Regions from separate parts of the Mus musculus genome. Here region 1 is linked to region 2. The links are chromatin contacts, called in public Hi-C maps. All regions are on one chromosome and are shown on one strand. Each heading gives the region's core, a stretch centred on a gene start, on an enhancer-like site or on the middle of the called end of the contact. The rest is flanking DNA. Distances are from core to core; before and after follow the strand shown.

Region 1 (2,700 bases), core at 85-2,584, 510 kb after region 2:
CTCCAACTACACATGGAGTACAACTCAAAAGCTACATTTTATAACTTCAATCTGCAGAGATGAGGCCAGTCCTAGGAGGTCTGTGCTCCACACTCCCTAAAGCCATCGATGCTTTGAGACCCTCCAGTCCTTTGTCAAACCTCACCAGAGCCTGAGAAAGGAGGCCTGATCACTGAGATATCCCAGATCTCAGGCTGCAGCACCCATCATTCTAGGTTCAGGCTGGGCACCCATCATTGGGTGTACAGCCACACAAGTCTGAATCTTTTCCATGCCTCGCATATCTCCTCTGACAAGCATGTAACAGCCACATCTTCCTCAAAGGGCCACTGGGAGGGCACACAAGTTAATGTCAATAAACACTCAGAACAGTACCCAGCTCTGAAAGACTGTTCAATAAACTAATATCTAGGAGAAAAGGTTTTACCTCAAAAAAAAAGAAAAGTCCGGTTATCCCTTATCTTTTAATGAAGTTATGTGAATTCATAGTAGTTAACACTTATTTTCTGTAGGCCGCTTGTCTGGCTTCATTTACAATGAAGAAACAGCATGCCCTGTCGGTTGGTTTCCAAAGGAAAGCCTAGGAAACAACTAACTTCACAATAGTTCAAATTCAACTTATGACATTTTCTATTGAGAACTTTCTATGTTTATATAAATACTATTCTTTTCTTTTTGTGGTTGGAAGTGGTGGTTTGAGACAGGGTTATTCTGTGTAGCCTGGCTATCCTGTAGACCAGGCTGGCCCAGAACTCAGAGATCCTCCTGCCCCTGCCTCTGTACCACTGGCATTAAAGACATGTGCCACCATGACCCAGTTGGGTGGCGCACACCTTTACTCCCAGCACTCGGGAGTCAGAGGCAGGCCTGAGTTAGAGGCCAGCCTGGTTTACAAAGTGAGTTCCAGGACAGCCAGAGCTATACAGAGAAACCCTGTCTTGAAAAACCAAAACCAAAACCAAAACCAAAACCAAAACCAAACAAACAACAACAAAAAAATCTATTCTAAAAAAACCAAAAAAATTCCCTCGCCACTGAGATGGCTTAGCAGGTAAAGGCACTTACTACCAGGCTTGATGATCTGAATTTGGTTTCCAGAACCTACCTACATGGTGAAGGGGCAGAACTAATTCCTGCAAACTGGCTTCTACCCTCCATAGGAGCTGTGGCATACGCCCTTCCCACACATAAGCAAATAAGTGGAAATTTGGAACTCCTGAGATATAGGAGCCATTAGCTTGGCTACCTGGGAGGCTGAGGTAGGAAGATCCCAAGTCAAGGCCATCCTGGACAACTTAGTAAGAACCTGACTCAAAACAAACAGACACATGCACACACTTACTTTTTCCTAAAAGTAAAACCAACAGTACTTATGTATGTCATGATGAATGCTTGGATCCTGTGACTCTTACTGAAATGCTCTGAGCAGCAGCTATGTGCCAGAGGTGCTACCCTCACCTAAAAATCATAATCTTAAGACCAGAAGAAAAGCAGCGGTTGATCTAGGAGTCTGAAGAACACGAGTTCTTGGCTCTCAGCGGCAGCCCAGATGACTACTCTCACAAAGAGCAGGCATTTTGAAGACCACCACAGGAGGTTCACTGCTATACAGTGACATCTTTAGACTCAGAGTAGACCCAGAAGCCAGGGAGGATCACCTGCATTAGACCACTCCCAAGGCAGCAGAGGGCGGCACAGGAGGCAAACAGGGAAACGCTAGAACCAACAGGCACCATCACACCCTCCTGAACACACAGGTCTAGGCACCCTGGAGGGAGAAGCTCTCGGCCCAAACCACACAGACGTATGTGGGAGGCATCATGACTCTGTAGCGGCGTTTAAACCACATTAACAACACATAGCAGCAGTACAATGAGTAGATTTGCTGTATGGCGTCTACACATGACATGCATGTTGTGTGCTGACCATTGTAAGAACTCAATGTTCAGTTCTCTCAGTCAGGCTTCTGGGAGAAGGGCCACATTACCCACATTTTACATAAACTTTTCCTCGGTCATTGGTCATTGCTCTACAGCCTTTCTGTTGCAGAAAATGGGCAAAAAGAATTAAAAACAAAACAAAACACTTATTTTTCATGCATGCGTGCGTACACGTGTGCATGTGTCAGGATCTGATGTAAGAGAGTGAGTTCTCTCTTCCCTTTCCTGCTGAGCCATCTCACAGGCCTGGGAGGATGCTTTAACAAGGAGAGTTAGTTACTTCCCTATAAGGGGTTTATGTTCATTGTCTACAAGGTAAGAGAAGACCTAAAAGAGGGAGTGAACTTTGAAAACAGATGTTTAAATGTACACAAAGGAGGGAAGGTCAAATTAAAGGCAACCTTTGTGGTTAGGGAAAGAAATGCTAAGTTCTGAGCTACAGAGTTCAAGCAAACCTAACAAGTACAAAGAAGAGGGTCCTTACATGAGCCTGCAGCCCTGCTCAAATGAGCCTTCAGTCATAGACAGAGGGAGTGACTGATCTATAAAGTCCTCTCCAAGGATCTCTAAAACTTTATATTCACTATATGCCTCTGGTGGCCATTTAAACTTACAATATACTCATTTGTGGAGCTGGGGTACAGCTCAGAGGACAAGTGTATGCCCAGAACACACAGGCTGTGTGTGGCTTTACCCTAGAGTCACAAAAACCCAAACACATCCATACCAACAAAAATTATAGCCCACCCCATCTACAGAA
Region 2 (2,700 bases), core at 43-2,542:
GGCTCATGCTTTTGCGCTTTGATATTTTGAACTCCTTTGGAGCACACCTGGAGGTTAGCCTAAGGCTGGCGCGTTTCCATTCTGCCCACATCTCACGACCAGCCCCTTAGCTAGGCTGCTGAGTGTATGGGTGGCAGGCCGGAAGACAGGGCAGTACCATCCCTGCCACAGTGCCAGCCCATCCTCTGAGTTCTACACCGCTGGGGGTTGGGGGCTGTGCTTACCCAGGAGCACACCAAGGGGACTGTGCATCTCCCCTGTGACCCAGGCACTCCACTCATTATGGCGCCCACAGGAATACAGGAGCAGATGAGAGAGATGCCTTCACAGATGTGCTTCCTGTAGCAACAGTCACAACAGCCACGCCATGGCCTCAGCACTGGTGCCATCAGCAGAGAAACAGATAAAGAGGGCCTGTGATAGGCATACACTGGGGTGCTATTTGGCCATAAAGAGGAGCGAAATCATGGCATCTGCCACAAGGTGGATGGAGCTAGAGATGTCACCCTAAGGGAAATAAGCTCGACTCAGAAAGACAAACACTGCATGCTGGCCTGCTCACGTGCTCCTCTCATGTGGAAGGGGGGACATGCAGAAGGGACTACCCTACAAGAGGAAGTGGACTACCAGGAAAGAAAGGGGGACAAAAGAGGGAAACAACCAAAGTACACCATACACACACATCCCACACATACACATATACCACACCACACACACACACACTCATACACACACATACCATGCATACACATATACAATATATACACACACATACACATATACCACACACTGAAATACACCACATACACACCAGACACATACCACACACATGCACACACATACACACTCATACACATATATACCACACATACATACTTATATACCACATACATACATACGCACATATACACATACTTATACCACACACATATACACCACATATACATATACCACACACCACACATACACCCCACACATATACCCACACACACCACACATACACATACACTGCACACACACCACATATACACATATACCACACATAATACACACACAACATACACACACTTATACCACACACACAACACACACACACACACAGGCACATACACAGAATATCAACAGAACCCTAATCACGTAGAGTGAATACATGCCACCTGAAAACAGGAACCCGCTCCTCAGTCACTAATCTCCTGTGGGTGATTATGGTGACACAGATCACAGGCCCAGTCACGTGCTCAGTGGTCACGTGAGAGGTGTGCATGAGCTGAGAGGGGCAAAGCCTGGATCCTGGCAGCTCCTCCCTCCACACTGCACCCACCTCAGGCTGTGGAGACTGTCACTACCCTCCCTGACCAGGCTGCTCTTGCTCCTGCTTACAGCCACAGCAATGATGCTCCCGCCATGTGTGAAAGCACTCGTGTGCAGACCCAGCCAGGGTTGGGCTCTACCCGCAGGTGTTCTTCTTTCTGGCCCTGTGTCAGCACCAGCCTGCGGGAGGATGCCGGGCACAGGAACCGGGCCTCCCCACCCAGCTGTCCTACACAGTCTGGCTGACCAGACACGTGAGTGGGCCCAGACAATGGCACTTGCTCATAATAACTGGAACCAGTAACGCATGCTTGTGCGCTATCAAAACCAAACTGTGTAAAGCTTAAGAAGACAAAGGGGGAAACCAGCAAACAAGAGAAAAGCATTGCCAATGGAAACATTCAGACAAGGAACCGATTCCTCACAGTCAGAAATCCTGAAACAGAAACTAGCAGGTTAAAATGGAAAGAGGGCAAAGCCTCAAACAGACGTTAAAATGCCAATCTGGCTAGGGAAGAGAGGTGAGAGGTACATAGACGCCGAACGGCCTAGTCATGTGGCAGACCAGCATCTACCTAAGGTCGGGGAAGGAGGCTAGCAGGATCTCCACAACCCCTTGGAACTCCTACCCTTCAGAGTTCAGGCTAGTCCAGTCTTGGGGACGTGCTATGTGACACACTGTGACACAGTACGCAAAGCTTTCTCCCGTGACATTATTTGAACTGCAAAGAAAGGAAAACAAAGTCCATGTGTACCTACACAGGGTGGGGTACACGGATGCTGCAATGGAGGAGAAAGCAAGGGTGATGTTCCTGCAGCTGTGAAAATAATTGTGCGGGAGACTCACACAGACCACTGTCACAGACCAGATTCTGCCACACTGCTCAGGTGGAGGGACAAAACTCTGAAGTGTTCCCTAAATTGTGTCTACCATTTCACAGGCAGTGCATCAAAGTTCCAGATGCCCCACGCCAACAGCAGTGCCCAGCCCTGACTGCAGATGGCAGCACCTAAGTCTGCCCAGCCATCGCTCTGACCATGGCATCTGCATGCGAGTCTATACGCCCGTGACTGCAGAGACTCAGTACCTCCTCATGCCCTTATCTGCCGCCCTCCACTTAGGGAGATGTGCTCCAATCTCCTGGCTCTTTCTTCAACCAGTTGTATTTCCCTCCTAGTGAGTTTCAAGGGTCCTTTGCATATTGCAGGCACAAGGTCCGCCATCAGTCAGGCCCCTGTAGTGTACACATCCACCCCACCCTTGACCCAACTCCACCCTAACAGTATCTTCTGACAGCAGAGGTTTTTCCACTTAGATGGATCTGGCTGCTGCCCTGCGGGTCAGGGGAACGGTTCCAGGACCCCTGGTTTAGCTGCAGGTAAATTCTA

What was found. A called contact is a pair of places that touch in the nucleus more often than the background predicts.
Region 1: a contact with region 2 is called in a Hi-C map of Th1 cells, with 5 times the contacts expected there. The contact joins two enhancer-like sites. A contact is called at or near these places in 4 of 39 promoter capture datasets (3T3-L1-derived adipocytes, embryonic stem cells, frontonasal cranial neural crest and 1 more), 1 of 484 Hi-C or Micro-C datasets (Th1 cells) and 1 of 115 datasets of contacts at active chromatin or transcription factors (embryonic stem cells).

What each region holds. Positions count from the first base shown.
Region 1 is chr13:53,362,902-53,365,601 of GRCm38.p6, forward strand. All of the region lies in intron 5 of Sptlc1 (serine palmitoyltransferase, long chain base subunit 1), which reads right to left. Among named protein-coding and RNA genes, the nearest start is that of Sptlc1, 13 kb to the right of the region's middle. Within about 2 kb of position 1,335, at least 8 of the 459 cell types and tissues checked have an H3K27ac peak or open chromatin away from gene starts, as enhancers often do. A contact at or near this core is called in Th1 cells, where this site is marked.
Region 2 is chr13:52,848,204-52,850,903 of GRCm38.p6, forward strand. All of the region lies in intron 6 of Auh (AU RNA binding protein/enoyl-coenzyme A hydratase), which reads right to left. Among named protein-coding and RNA genes, the nearest start is that of Gm33315, 20 kb to the left of the region's middle. Within about 2 kb of position 1,293, at least 61 of the 459 cell types and tissues checked have an H3K27ac peak or open chromatin away from gene starts, as enhancers often do. A contact at or near this core is called in Th1 cells, where this site is marked.